3 separate regions of the Hordeum vulgare genome follow, and all the other regions are linked to region 2. Evidence: chromatin contacts called from public Hi-C data. All regions are on one chromosome and are shown on one strand. Each heading gives the region's core, a stretch centred on a gene start, on an enhancer-like site or on the middle of the called end of the contact. The rest is flanking DNA. Distances are from core to core; before and after follow the strand shown.

Region 1 (4,348 bases), core at 889-3,388, 400 kb after region 2:
GGAGAAAGGTGAATTGATTAGTACAGAAGATTTTAGCATGAAACTGCAAGCAATGTATGGCTTGGTTATTACCTTCTGAAAATATCACATTTTGGGGTTTTATGTCCCTGTGAACAATCCCCGTCGAATGAAGTCCATCAAGGGCAAACAAGAGTTGTCCCATCACCGTTTGGATAATCTTATTCTCTCTCGCTATTCCCTTTGGCAAATCTTGAACATTTCCGAGAATCTTAGTCTCAACCTGATCAATCGCAAACATATATGAACTGTCAAAAAATGCACCAAGGCACACTTTTTTTTTTGTTATGGAACTGTCGAATTCACAATTACATTACATGAATGTCTTTTGCCTTACAAATAGAAGAGAAGAAGAAATGGTTGTCATGCAATGAGAAGATGGCGTTACGGAAGGAAACTAACCGACTGTTCTCACTAACCGCAGTTGTCAATTCCTACATTATATCTAGCAAAGTATTTCTTCATAAATTAGAGACCTGGAGCTAAATCACCCCTATATGAGCTCAAAAGCTCCACTTAGGTCACTAAGGTAGCACAGTTCCGGAAAAACAGTACTGTTCATTTACCACCTAGTTAATTGCAAGGTTTCTGGTGCAGCTCAGTAAGTTAACCCAGCTGACTAATATAACTCAGGTCTCACCACCAAGGGCTAGAATCAGTTAACTGCCTACAGTATATGCCAACAACGAAATGCAGCATCCTACAGCTAAGAACTGGTTAAGTGAAGCCAATGCGAGCAAGCGACTTGGCTGATTAAAAACTCTGCTTTAAGTCTGATGCACTTACATTGTAAGGGAACTCCTTGCTTTGCATGAGAGCAGAAAGCGTGTCCTCGCCTTCATAGCGCCAAATAAGCCAGTATTCCTCGCCCTTACCTTTGGTTTTGCTCTAGGAAACAATTCAAATTGTGAGTTTAGGAATCGATCAGATACTAGCAAACGAAGGTAGTTCCACGAGATGGTAACAAAACAAAATGATTTAGCATTCAACCCAGAGTACGAATACCTCACGAAAGCCGTAAAGAAAATCTGCGCAGCTGCTAGCGCATGCCCTCCTGACGCGCTCGTTCATCCAAATCTCGACCGCGCCATACTCGGTCGCCTTCTTCACGACCACGTCACCTTGCTTGAAGATAGTCGAAACAAGTGGTGTGCATTAGTATCATAGTATGCCCGGTTGGTTTACAGTCCACTTAACTGACATATGCACTGTACAAGTCGCACTCCTCTTTACTACTCTGCGGAAGCTTGTTTTTGCAAATTTCTGACGGAGCTCTAGGCGTTTTAGCTATCCATCTGAAACCTTTTAGTTCTGCCTCAGCAACAACTACGCAACGGAGTACCATTACCGAACCAGGAAATCAATCAATGCTGAATGAGCTTGTCGACATGTGCACACAGATACATTTTCACTTCATTCATGACTCATGAGCAACTTCATTTGCCCAAATTCTACCAAAATTGAAGCAAAACATGCATATAAATCACAGGTGTTCACCTTCTCTGCAACTTTGGGGTCAGACAGGGACGCCTTGTACACGACCCCGAACGCGCCCTCCCCGAGCTTCTTCCCGGGCACGAAGTCGTCCTGCTCAAAGCGCACGACAGCAATCAGCACAGTACGAACGAATCCGGTGGGTCGCGGGGGCCGGGCCATGCGTGCGCTTATTGAGGCAGCAGATCGAGCACCTTGCGGAAGGTGGGGCGGAAGAGGCGCTCGGCGAAGGCGAGGACGAACATGTCGAAGAAGCCCGGGGCGACGCCGGGGGTGGCCCAGAGGTAGGACGCGGCGGCGAGCGCCAGCGCGACCCCGGGGGCCGTGATGGTGAGGCCGTCGTTGTGCGGCAGCGTGCTGCGGTAGATGACGTCGCCGCAGGCCATCACGGTGCAGGGGAGCCCCACGCCGACGGCCTCCACCAGCTGCCGCCCCACCTCGACCCCGAGCTCCGCCGACGCCACCACCGGCCGGAACGACGCCGCGGCGGGCCCCCCCGCCGCCCGCCGCCGGCGGCGGAGGCGGGTGTCGTGGCCGGGGAGGAAGGAGGTGGAGAGGCCGAGGCTACTGGTGGCCATGCGTGCTCCTGCTCGTCTCCGTTTCTTTTTTTTTCCCTTTATTTTTTCCCGCTTAAAAAATGCGGCCACGCCACTACTCCTATATTATCGTCGCGATAAAAAAAAAACTCCAACGTGTGGGAGCGGATGTCCGCGCCACGTGGCTTCGGGCCCGCCTGTCATTCGCAGACGAGGCCGGTGCCTGGCGCGCGTGCGAATTCGGTTCTTCGGAAAATGGCAGCTATAAATTTGTGAACCCACATGTCAGTGACTGTTGGAGTGGAGCTGGTGACTCCATCAAGCATTTTTATCTACGTGTAATTTTTTTTACTGTATTTTTTTCGCGAGTGATCTACGTGTAAATTAACTGCAAGTGTAAGTCCGGAAAACTGGAGATATAACTCGACTAATAAGACTATTTATTCATGCAGCGAAAAGAAACACCAAAGAAATGACGGTGATAATTGTGGCTGTGGGGAGACGGGGAAGGGGAGAAGCATCGCCTTGGGTTGAGCTTGTGAGTGGCTAGGCTTGGACCGGCAAACCTCGGTGCGATTGACACACGGCCAGACTACTGGTCGAGTTTGCGCCGTGACAAAATATCTGGGATGCGAATTACTGTGCTCCCTGTTAGAAACTAATTAGTAGATTAATTAGCTAAGGGACGTGTCCAACCCCGAACAGTCGTGTCTCATCTCTCTCTCTATTGCCAACATGCACATGTTCTGCAGGGATGCCTCCGAACACACACCTCTTCTTCGCACCTCTTCCACATGTATATATACTTGAGAATCAATAGAAATCAGGACTAATCGTCTATTCACTTTCATTCAATCTCGTTTTACTCTAACACGTTATCAGCACGTAGTCTTCTCCGCTCAGAAAGAGGGCCAAGATCGGTGGCTGCCGCCCGGCAGCGCCGCGTCCCGCGCTAGGCCGGCTCTGCGTCCGCTCGTGCCGTGGCCGCCGCCCGCGCCACACCCCGCGCGAGGCCGTCCACAGGTCGCAGCGGATGCAAAGCACGCAACGGCGAGGGGATGCTGAGCGCACAACGCGTTGCGTCGTCAAAAATGTTGCAGGGGCTGCTACAGCCGCTATACGCGCCGGCGCATCAGGTCGCATGCATAGGCATGCATGCATCCATTGGAGAAATCGATCATCAGAAGGACAATTTGGTTTTCGTTTTGAGATTAGCATCAGCGCGCATTCATCGCCTCTCTCGAGAACAGAGAGCGATCTTCTTTTTGCATGACAGAAAATCACTGAGAATGGATCAAACTTTTACTTGATTCAAGAAGACGGTGGCAATTTTTGGCTTGGCCCTGGATCACTGCATATTCAGATTCCCTGCAGCATCATCATTTCCTCAATGACGGGGCGCAGTGTAGCAGCAGCGACATGCAGCGGCAACGCCATGTTCCATGCATGCATTCTTACAGGAAATTAATCATCAGAATATTAATTCCGTTTGTTTTCTTGTGATTAAAAGGAATCTCATCCATTCTGCCTTATGTTAGAATCACTTCATCAAATCATTCATGAAGAGACGGACGACAAGCATGGGTACGTGATGCTAGCGGACACTTCCGTGAAGAGGCCGACTGCACTTCATCCACATCGCGATGGCGTTTCTTCTACTTGCAAAAATGATGCCCGGCGTGCCGAGGCCTCGATCCATACAAGACACCCCGAGAACGGCAAGCAACACCGGCCTCGACGAAACGGCGTCCTCCATCCCGGAGCGCACGGCGACCCTCGGTCCCGCGCTATCCTCCGGCGCACAGCCCCGTCATGGCCATCAGCCGGCTCCAACGGACAAGACACGAGTCCCGGTAGTGCGTCCTCAGACGCGACAGTCGTCCAACACGACGACCCGACCTCTCGCTCACGCTTGACCGCGGCGCCCTCGCGCCAGCCATGAGGCAGCATCCTCTTCGGTGGCGACCCAAACGAATCAGTTTGATTCTTATCCACGCAAAGGAAGACAATCCCTTACATATCCCCATTGAGCCCTCAGGCTTAGAATACTTTGTAGATTAATCGTTATACTTTCTACGAATGAAATTTCAGAAATATATTGGTTGTACTTTGAAGCCCTCTGGTTTTCATATATTACATAAATATGTAAATTATTAAGGTTTGCATCCATATGTATTACCACAATAATACTAAATGCAAAAGAATATTTTGCGTGCATTTATTCCTTCGGAATTTAAGACAATATATATGTCTTTGCCGCAAATATTTCCTAAGGCATGCGTTTTAGGAGAACAACTATT
Region 2 (4,041 bases), core at 1,307-3,806:
ATGGCCAGATACCACGAACGGAGGGTGACTACCTTAGATACTGGTAAATACTCCCTCCGTCCCAAAATAAGTATCGCAGATTTTGTACTAGCTCAGTGACACTTATTTTAGGACAGAGGGAGTACGTTAAGAACTTCAAACTTGCTAAAGCAGATGGTAATAAAATGAACTTAATGAAACAAATGAACAGATCAACATATGCCATGAAGTGGGAAACATTTTGCCACAAGCCTGCAGCATCTATAAATAAGGCGCTGTTTTTCTCCATCCATGTACAATTGCACCCTGGGAAATTTTACTTGCATTTTTTATTGCAGAGCAAAGCCTCCATTATAGATTAGACTAGGCTGGCTATCAATAATGGGTTGGCTCTCCTTATATTAGACTGATTAATACCACACTGGGGTACTAGAGTACTAGACTGCTTAATACCACAGCAAAATGGGAAAGATAAATCCTGACATTAGATAACCAGGTTGGCTCTCCTTATCCATATTGCATACTGCAGAATGTACACATGGTTTTAAACTATAGACTATTTAACAGTACATAGTAAAATACTCCCTCCGTTCCTAAATATAAGTCATTTTAAAGATTCCAATATGGACTGCATACGGAGCAAAATGATTGAATCTACACTCTAAAATATGTCTATATACATCTGTATGTAGTTCGCATTGAAATCTCTAAAATGACTTATATTTAACAACAGAGGGAGTATGTGTTTAACAAAATGCAGCCAGCTAGGCTTGAATTAAGGTTTGCATAAGTTTGAAACAATTGAAGCTGCAGTCCAGTGTGTTTTGCTTCCGCCATTTAATACAAGGGCATATAGATGCATAAGTGTGAAACAATTGGTCCAACATTTGAATTTGGACCAATTAGTTGATATATGAAATCTCTTGAAGCTACATTCTTCCCCCTTTGATGAGAAATATGTCAATAATTATGTGTATATTAGTATCAATCTTATAACTTTAGACTCTGAGCATTCTGAAACAACACTTATTTATAGACATGAAGTGTTTCTCATAGCACTTAAAGAGTTATGGAACCTGTGAGAACACAGGGGGTGTATCTCACATCTATTTATAAACATGAAGTACCTCAAACTGTCACACATCACTAAAATATTCTTTGGCAGCATGGAAACAAAATAACTTCAAGCTGGTATTTAATGAGCTTGTGAGATGATACATTATAACAGCGCTTACAAGGTATATGTTCATGATAAAAAAAAGGCCAATTATGATACAAACAGAAGCTCCATAAAAATCAGTGAAACTGCTTAAGTACCCAAAGCAAGACTAGCATCCCACCAGTAAAAGATTAATGCAATCAAGTAACATAATTCAGTAGTGATACTAGTTTTAATTTACATCAACGTTTATACAACCGTTCAGTCCTACACGATTTGCAGCTAAAACTCAGTAGATGAGTTAAGATACATCTCTTTCACATATACCTGCATAAATTCGTAACGCTCCCTTCCAATAGATTCATTCTCAGCAATGGAAAAATATGCTAGCATTGGATAGTGTCCAATGTAAGATGCATAGCTGTCTCTTTGGATATTTACAGCCCATTCACTGCAATACAAAGACATGTTAACGGTTAATATCCTACCAGACCATGCCAATCAAGAATAATTCTTACCATTTAGCTAGCTAATGCAACATTCCTAATACAAAAGATGAGATGCTTACAATCTGGTCAGGTCAGCATGCCCTGTTCCGACATATTTGGCTTGGAGGTGCTCAAGTTGAGAATTGATGTTGAACCTGTCGCTAGCCTTCAGAATGGTGATTTCTATTAGATCTTACAAGCGATGCCGTTAAAATGTAAAAGTATATTATAAAACGACACTATATTGGAAGACTATGGCCTAGTTGAAGCCTTTAAGCTGAAGCAAGCTAAAAGAAGAAAAGTGGCCACTCGGCGATCTGGTGATATTGAACAGAATTGCTCAAAATAAGATGATTCAAAAAATGAAGATCATGATTCATGAGAGTGCAATTCAAAACATACAACATGTGAGCTCTAGCATTGTGACTACTTGAAGCTAACCATCAACACAGCACGAAAGGTAAATGTAGCCACAAGTGCTTTGGATATTAAGAGCATATAGCACAGATTTTAAGTTTATCAATCATTTCAGTCAGCCGACAAAGAATAAATCGACCCAAAAAATGTTTTTCGGGGAGATTGATGAGGGATTAAGCAACACCGTCGAATATTTTGGAGAGAATAAGCAACACAGAGAGATTGATCAGGGACTGCTGACCTGCATGGTGGCCGACGGGTACGGCCCTGACCCTGGATGGGAGAGCCGGGAGCCCCGGAATCAGATCTGCGAGCGGCGCGAGTAGAGATCGACAGCGGTGGTGCTCGAGGAGGAGGGGGCGGGCAAGCGACGGCGATACGGGAGGGTCGCCGGGGCGCAAGACGTCGAGGGCGAGGGAAGGCGCCGGCGGGTGCTCGCGGAGACGAGGTGGCGGCCGATTCTGGCGACGGGAAATCTCAAAACCCTAGTACTGCTCTGCTCGTCTGGTCGGGGAAGAAAGGAGCTGGTGGGAACGGTCATAGAGAGTTAGAGACCAGCCCAGGCTTTTTTTTCTTTTAGCGGATAGAGACATTCTGGTGGCCTACGGGCTGGCCCTGACACGGCACGGCATGCGGAGGCCCGTTTATAAGCTACAAGCTATTGTCATGTCATCTATAGCCTATTTTATAGTTAACATGTACAATAGTTCATTGCAAAAGTGTACTATTTCTTTATTATATGGTTCACCTTTCATACTCACAAAATGCCTTCTCTCTCCTCTTCTCTTTCCTCTAACTAAATAAAAAAATATTAGTTTATTTCTTATAGCCAGCTGACTCAGCTCTATTGTACTTGCTCTAAGCGGACCTTCCCGTGTCGGCACGCTGGGCTCGCCTCCAGGGCGTCGGCTACCCCGCGTGCTTTTTGGTCTTTTATGTCGTTTTTTTGATAATTTTTGGCTCTTTGGACAAAATAACTTGGTAAAAGAATATAAATAGATGCGGTGTCGTGTCGGCACGCGGGCCTTGCCTCGGCGGACGACCACGGCAAACGACATGTCATGGGTCAGGCACGAATCGTTTAGTCACACCCGTTACGTGTCAGGCACACATGCTCATGGGCTGGCTTGCAAAGCGACTCGTTTGGCCAGCTATAATTGTACATAGGAGCGATTCTAGTTAAAGTCGTCATATCAAATCGATCATCGTAATGGCTATAGTTGTCCGTAAGAGCAGAGGCGGAGCGTGACACAAAACATGGAAAGTGTGGACGCTTAAAATGCAAAGCAAAGATAATCAAGGACAAATAAAATAACATGGTCTTTCATACTTTGGTCATGGAATAAATAGATAAGGATCAGAAACTATATAGTACACATATCTAAACTAAATAACTAGAATGAAAGGAAGAACTGGGTAGGGTTTTATAGAGTCAAAAGAATTCGAGAAGAAGGCTCAAATAGAGCTCTTTCCTGATAATAGTAGACAAGGTGAGCTCGGTGTAGTGGTTATTGTGTGTGTCTGTTGTTGTTGCCGAGTAGAGTTCGATTTAGGTATCGTGTCCGTCGTTGTCTTGATAGGAGATGAATTGATTTTTTTATTAGGGATAGGATATGAATTTATGAGAGCGGCCAACTGCCTTCTTAGGCTCAGCCCAATGAGCTGCTGTTTTTGGACCTCAAAATCTAAAAATATAACATGATAAAAAAAATCAATTTTCTGGGTGTGCCACGGCCCTCCCGTGCTATGCACTAGCTACACTAATGCATACATATATCCATTTTATTTCTCACATGTCCAAAGCATCTAAAAAAACATGCATTGAAATGTATGTATATATGTTCTTTCTGATACCCAAAATAAAAAAAGTCAAATGTATAAACTATTATGTAAATAAAAGTCAGTTCCAGGCAGAAAAAAAAAAGCTTAGACGCCATTTCAGTGTGAGTGTAAACATGTCGGTGTGTGGATAAAAAATCAAATGTATCAACTATTCTA
Region 3 (4,233 bases), core at 361-2,860, 300 kb after region 2:
TTGAGAGCTGCAGAATACGCCCCCTTTGTGTAAAATTAAGAAGCTCTTCCCGAAATGTAGGGTCCCCCTCTCGTAGAAGCCTATGAACCACTACAAGTGTCTTTAGTGCTACCTGTACGTTACAAGAGAAGGGATGGCGAAAATCAATTGACTGCTTATAATATTCTGAAAGATTTCTGGATTTTGTCTTTTTAGAGTGCAAGCTTAACTTGATAGTTGATATTACTAACCTAACTATGCAGGACTACATTCACAATTATCACTTTTGGCTTTATGAGAATACAGCACTGCTGAATTAAATGATGGGAGTTGAAACAACCAGCAAAGTGGAGCAATAATGGATGCAGAATCGACAGCTATGGCGTTGTAAGATCGCACATTTGGCTCCAGCATTTAGTATGGTTTTCCATCTTTTTTGATATAATCAACAGTACTAACATTTTCACAGTCTATGTCAACAGGATGTTCAGAAAGTAACTCAAATGGAAAATCCAACGACATCAACACAGAACAGAATCTATTGTCTAAAGAGAAATCACAACAAGCAATATAAAAGTAACTCAATGGAAAATCCAACGACATCAACACATAACATAATCCATAGACTAAAGAGAAATAACAACAGCCAATATATATGTTACATCTTACAAGGGAAGCTACAGACTGGCAACATAATACAGCAACTGCAAATTGCTACTGAACGCTTCCTAAGAGGCCACAAGAACCAGTCTCATTATACAGGACAGAGAGATACCATTCAGGAGTCCGAAATGCATGCGATCAAGCTATCATCCAAGGCAACATCATCAAAACCGTAAATGGACAGGAATGGAGCTTACAATCCAGTTGCGGGTCTTGGAGAGACGGCGAGAGAGAGCGTGGATGCAGTAGGCGATGTCTGCCCGTGGCCTCGCGATGGACGTCGCCGCAGCAATCTCTGCACCGCCACCACCACACACACACGACCAATCAAACACCAGCCCGCCCCAACAGAAAACATAGATAACAGAACCTTATCCCCTCCCCCCTTCGAGCCTGGCACCTTGAGGCACGATCTAATTATGAGCCCCGGATTACTCTAAATTAGGCCAAGCAAAATATAGGGGGCGTGGGGAGGGAAATCGAACGCACTGCGCAGGTGGCGCTCCTTGGGCGGGCACTCCACGTGGTTAGTCGCCTTCACGATCGCCACATCCAGATCCTACAAAAACAAAAATTCCTCAATCAGAACCGCGCAGATCCAGGCCTCCCGCCACGCCGCCAGCCCGCGCGGCCGTGGGCTCCGACGGATTCGGGCACAGAGCTAGGTCAAAAAAAAAATCGGGCGGGGAAAAGGGGGGGCGCTCCGGATCCGGCGGACCTTGAAGTCGGAGTTGATGTTGGCGAGGCTGACGGTGGTGGTGTCCTTGATGGCGCCGTACGCCTTGCGCCAGCTCTGCATCGACGCCATTTCTCCTTCCCCTTCCCCTTCCCCTTCCCCGGGTTCGGCTCCGGCCGCCGCGCGCTGGCTGTGTCGCCTTTTGGGGTGGGGGGTTGGTTGTTTGTTCGCGACGGTTTCGCGGAGACGGGGGCGGGGTGTGACAGTGCGTGTGACCTGTGGGGGAGTGTGTGATAATGGGGGAGATGGGGGTGCTTTTTGGGAAGTTGGCGTCCGTGCCGTGCCAGAGGCTGCCAGCTTCGGGTGATTGACGGCGTCTTGTCTCGTGCTCTACGCGTGGGAGCGGAAGGTTCGAGAAATTCCGTGGGTTCGAGGGAATATTGCTCCCTTTTTTTATTTTATTACTGTGGAATACCCCCTCCAAACTCGTAAAAATATATCCTTACAGCAACTCCAACGCACCGATCCAAACGAATGCACCACCGCTTTATTCGTTTTCCGTTTGTTTAGGTCGGTCAGACGGACATGCACGTCCGCTTTTTCATATGGGTCGACTTGAGCATCCAGCGAAAGGCATTGCCTTGCCCCTACTCCAAGTCTGTTGCGTGTCTCTGGTTCAAAAAAAATCTTTTCAGAGATTATATTCCGTTTGAACTCCGTTTAATATTTCTTATCTGCAATATTTAAAAATGTAAAAAAAACAGAAGCTGACACTAGGCTCTAGATTAATAGGTTAGTCCCAAAAATAATATAAACAACAAATAAATGCATATAAAACATCCAAAACATATACTCCCTCCGTCCAAAAATACTTGTCATAAAAATGAATATATCTAGATGTATTTTAGTTTTAGATACATTCATTTTTTATACATTTTGCGACAATCAATTTCGGACGAAGGGAGTAATATAATAACATGGAACAGTAAAAAATTATAGATATGTTGAAGAAGTATCATGCGGCAACGCATACAGATACAGACGGACTATTTGGGTCAATGTGTCGGAGTTGCTCTTATGTATGCATTCATCTACTTGGTGGTCAACAACAATTAATGTGGATCATGGTGAATGTTTTTTAAGACCTCATTTTAACAGCCTAATTTGTACTCATTCTCTACCACGATAATTACAACATATGGGGAAGCAATCATATACTCTGAAAGTCTCTTTTATACTTGCGAGTTCAAATGAGTTCGTGATGAATAGTAAAACTAAAGGAAAAAATGGCAAACTTTGATAATGGTTTTGAGTGCTTGTAAGGTTTCATCATCATCATCGGTGACATGGACGTCTGGTAGGGCCCATCTCCCTCCGTTGCTCCTCCCTATGGCATGACCTACCATGACCCTAGTCTTCAACAACAGCTTCAGGTCCGATGATAGGTCTCAACTGTATCTATAAACTATAGCTGGCCTAACGGGTCAGGCTAAACAGGCCAGCCCGCGAGCCAGCCGGCACGGCACGCCATGGATCGGGCACGGCACTACTTAAATGGGCCCGTGCCAGGCATGCAGTGTTGGAAATATGCCCTAGAGACAATAATAAATTGGTTATTATTATATTTCCTTGGTCATGATAATCGTTTATTATCCATGCTATAATTGTATTGATTGGAAACACAAATACATGTCTGGATACATAGACAAAACACTGTCCCTAGTAAGCCTCTAGTTGACTAGCTCGTTGATATAGACAAGTGTTGTCACTTGATAACGGGATCACATCATTAGGAGAATGATGTGATGGACAAGACCCAAACTATAAACGTAGCATATGATCGTGTCAGTTTATTGGTACTGTTTCCTGCACGTCAACTTATCTGTTCCTATGACCATGAGATCATGCAACTCCCGGACACCGGAGGAATACCTTGTGTGTATCAAACATCGCAACGTTACTGGGTGACTATAAAGGTGCTCTACGGGTATCTCCGAAGGTGTCTGTTGGGTTGGCATGGGATTTGTCACTGCGTGTGACGGAGAGGTACCTCGGGGCCCACTCGGTAATACAACATCACAATAAGCCTTGAAAGCAATGTGATTAAGGAGTTAGCCACGAGATCTTGTATTACGGAACGAGTAAAGAGACTTGCCGGTAACGAGATTGAAATAGGTATGGAGATACCAACGATCGAATCTCGGGCAAGTAACATACCGAAGGACAAAGGGAACAACATACGGGATTAATTGAATCCTTGACATAGAGGTTAAACCGATAGAGATCTTCGTAGAATATGTAGGAGCCAATATGGACATTCAGGTCCCGCTATTGTTTATTGACCAGAGAGTGTCTCAAGTCATGTCTGCATAGTTCTCGAACCCACAGGGTCTGCACACTTAAGGTTCTGTGACATTTCGGTATAGTTGAGTTATAGGTGTTGGTAACCGAAAGTTTTTCGGAGTCCCGGATGAGATCCCCGACATCATGAGGAGCTCCGGAATGGTCTGGAGGTAAAGATTGATATATAGGAAGTCCTGTTTTTGTCACCAGAAAAGTTTCGGGCTCATCGGTAGTGTACCGGGAGTGCCGGGAGGGGTGCCGGGGACCATCGGGAGGGGTGTCACGCCCCAAGGCTTCATGGGCTGTTGGAAGAGATAAACCAGCCCCTAGTGGGCTGGAATAAGTTCCCACTAAGGCCCATAAGGTTTGAGAAGAAAAAACACAAGGTGAAAAGAGTTTTCAAGTGGGAAGGAGGAATCCTACTACTACTAGGATTGGAGGAGGACTCCTCCTCTCCTCCTTGCGCAAGGGAATAAAGGGCAGCCCTAGGGCGCAACCCCCTCCCTCCTCTCCTCCTATATATACTAAGGGTTATGAGGGTTTTAGAAACAACAGAAAACAGCCACGTGATG

What was found. A called contact is a pair of places that touch in the nucleus more often than the background predicts.
Region 1: a contact with region 2 is called in a Hi-C map of leaf, with 5 times the contacts expected there. The contact joins the promoter of LOC123447811 here to the promoter of LOC123447752 in region 2. A contact is called at or near these places in 2 of 6 Hi-C or Micro-C datasets (leaf and seedling).
Region 3: a contact with region 2 is called in a Hi-C map of seedling, with 4 times the contacts expected there. The contact joins the promoter of LOC123447801 here to the promoter of LOC123447752 in region 2. A contact is called at or near these places in 3 of 6 Hi-C or Micro-C datasets (leaf and seedling).

What each region holds. Positions count from the first base shown.
Region 1 is chr1H:483,127,593-483,131,940 of MorexV3_pseudomolecules_assembly, forward strand. LOC123447811 (serine/threonine-protein kinase STN7, chloroplastic) reads right to left here and starts at 2,139. Exons shown (of 10, transcript XM_045124495.1): 1 at 1,707-2,139; 2 at 1,516-1,605; 3 at 1,024-1,143; 4 at 805-906; 5 at 73-241. The coding sequence starts at 2,090.
Region 2 is chr1H:482,731,365-482,735,405 of MorexV3_pseudomolecules_assembly, forward strand. It overlaps LOC123447752, which reads right to left and starts at 2,557. Exons shown (of 4, transcript XM_045124408.1): 1 at 2,285-2,557; 2 at 1,707-1,792; 3 at 1,466-1,589. The coding sequence starts at 2,290.
Region 3 is chr1H:483,028,288-483,032,520 of MorexV3_pseudomolecules_assembly, forward strand. LOC123447801 (putative clathrin assembly protein At2g01600) reads right to left here and starts at 1,611. Exons shown (of 15, transcript XM_045124484.1): 1 at 1,361-1,611; 2 at 1,132-1,201; 3 at 840-937; 4 at 1-112. The coding sequence starts at 1,450.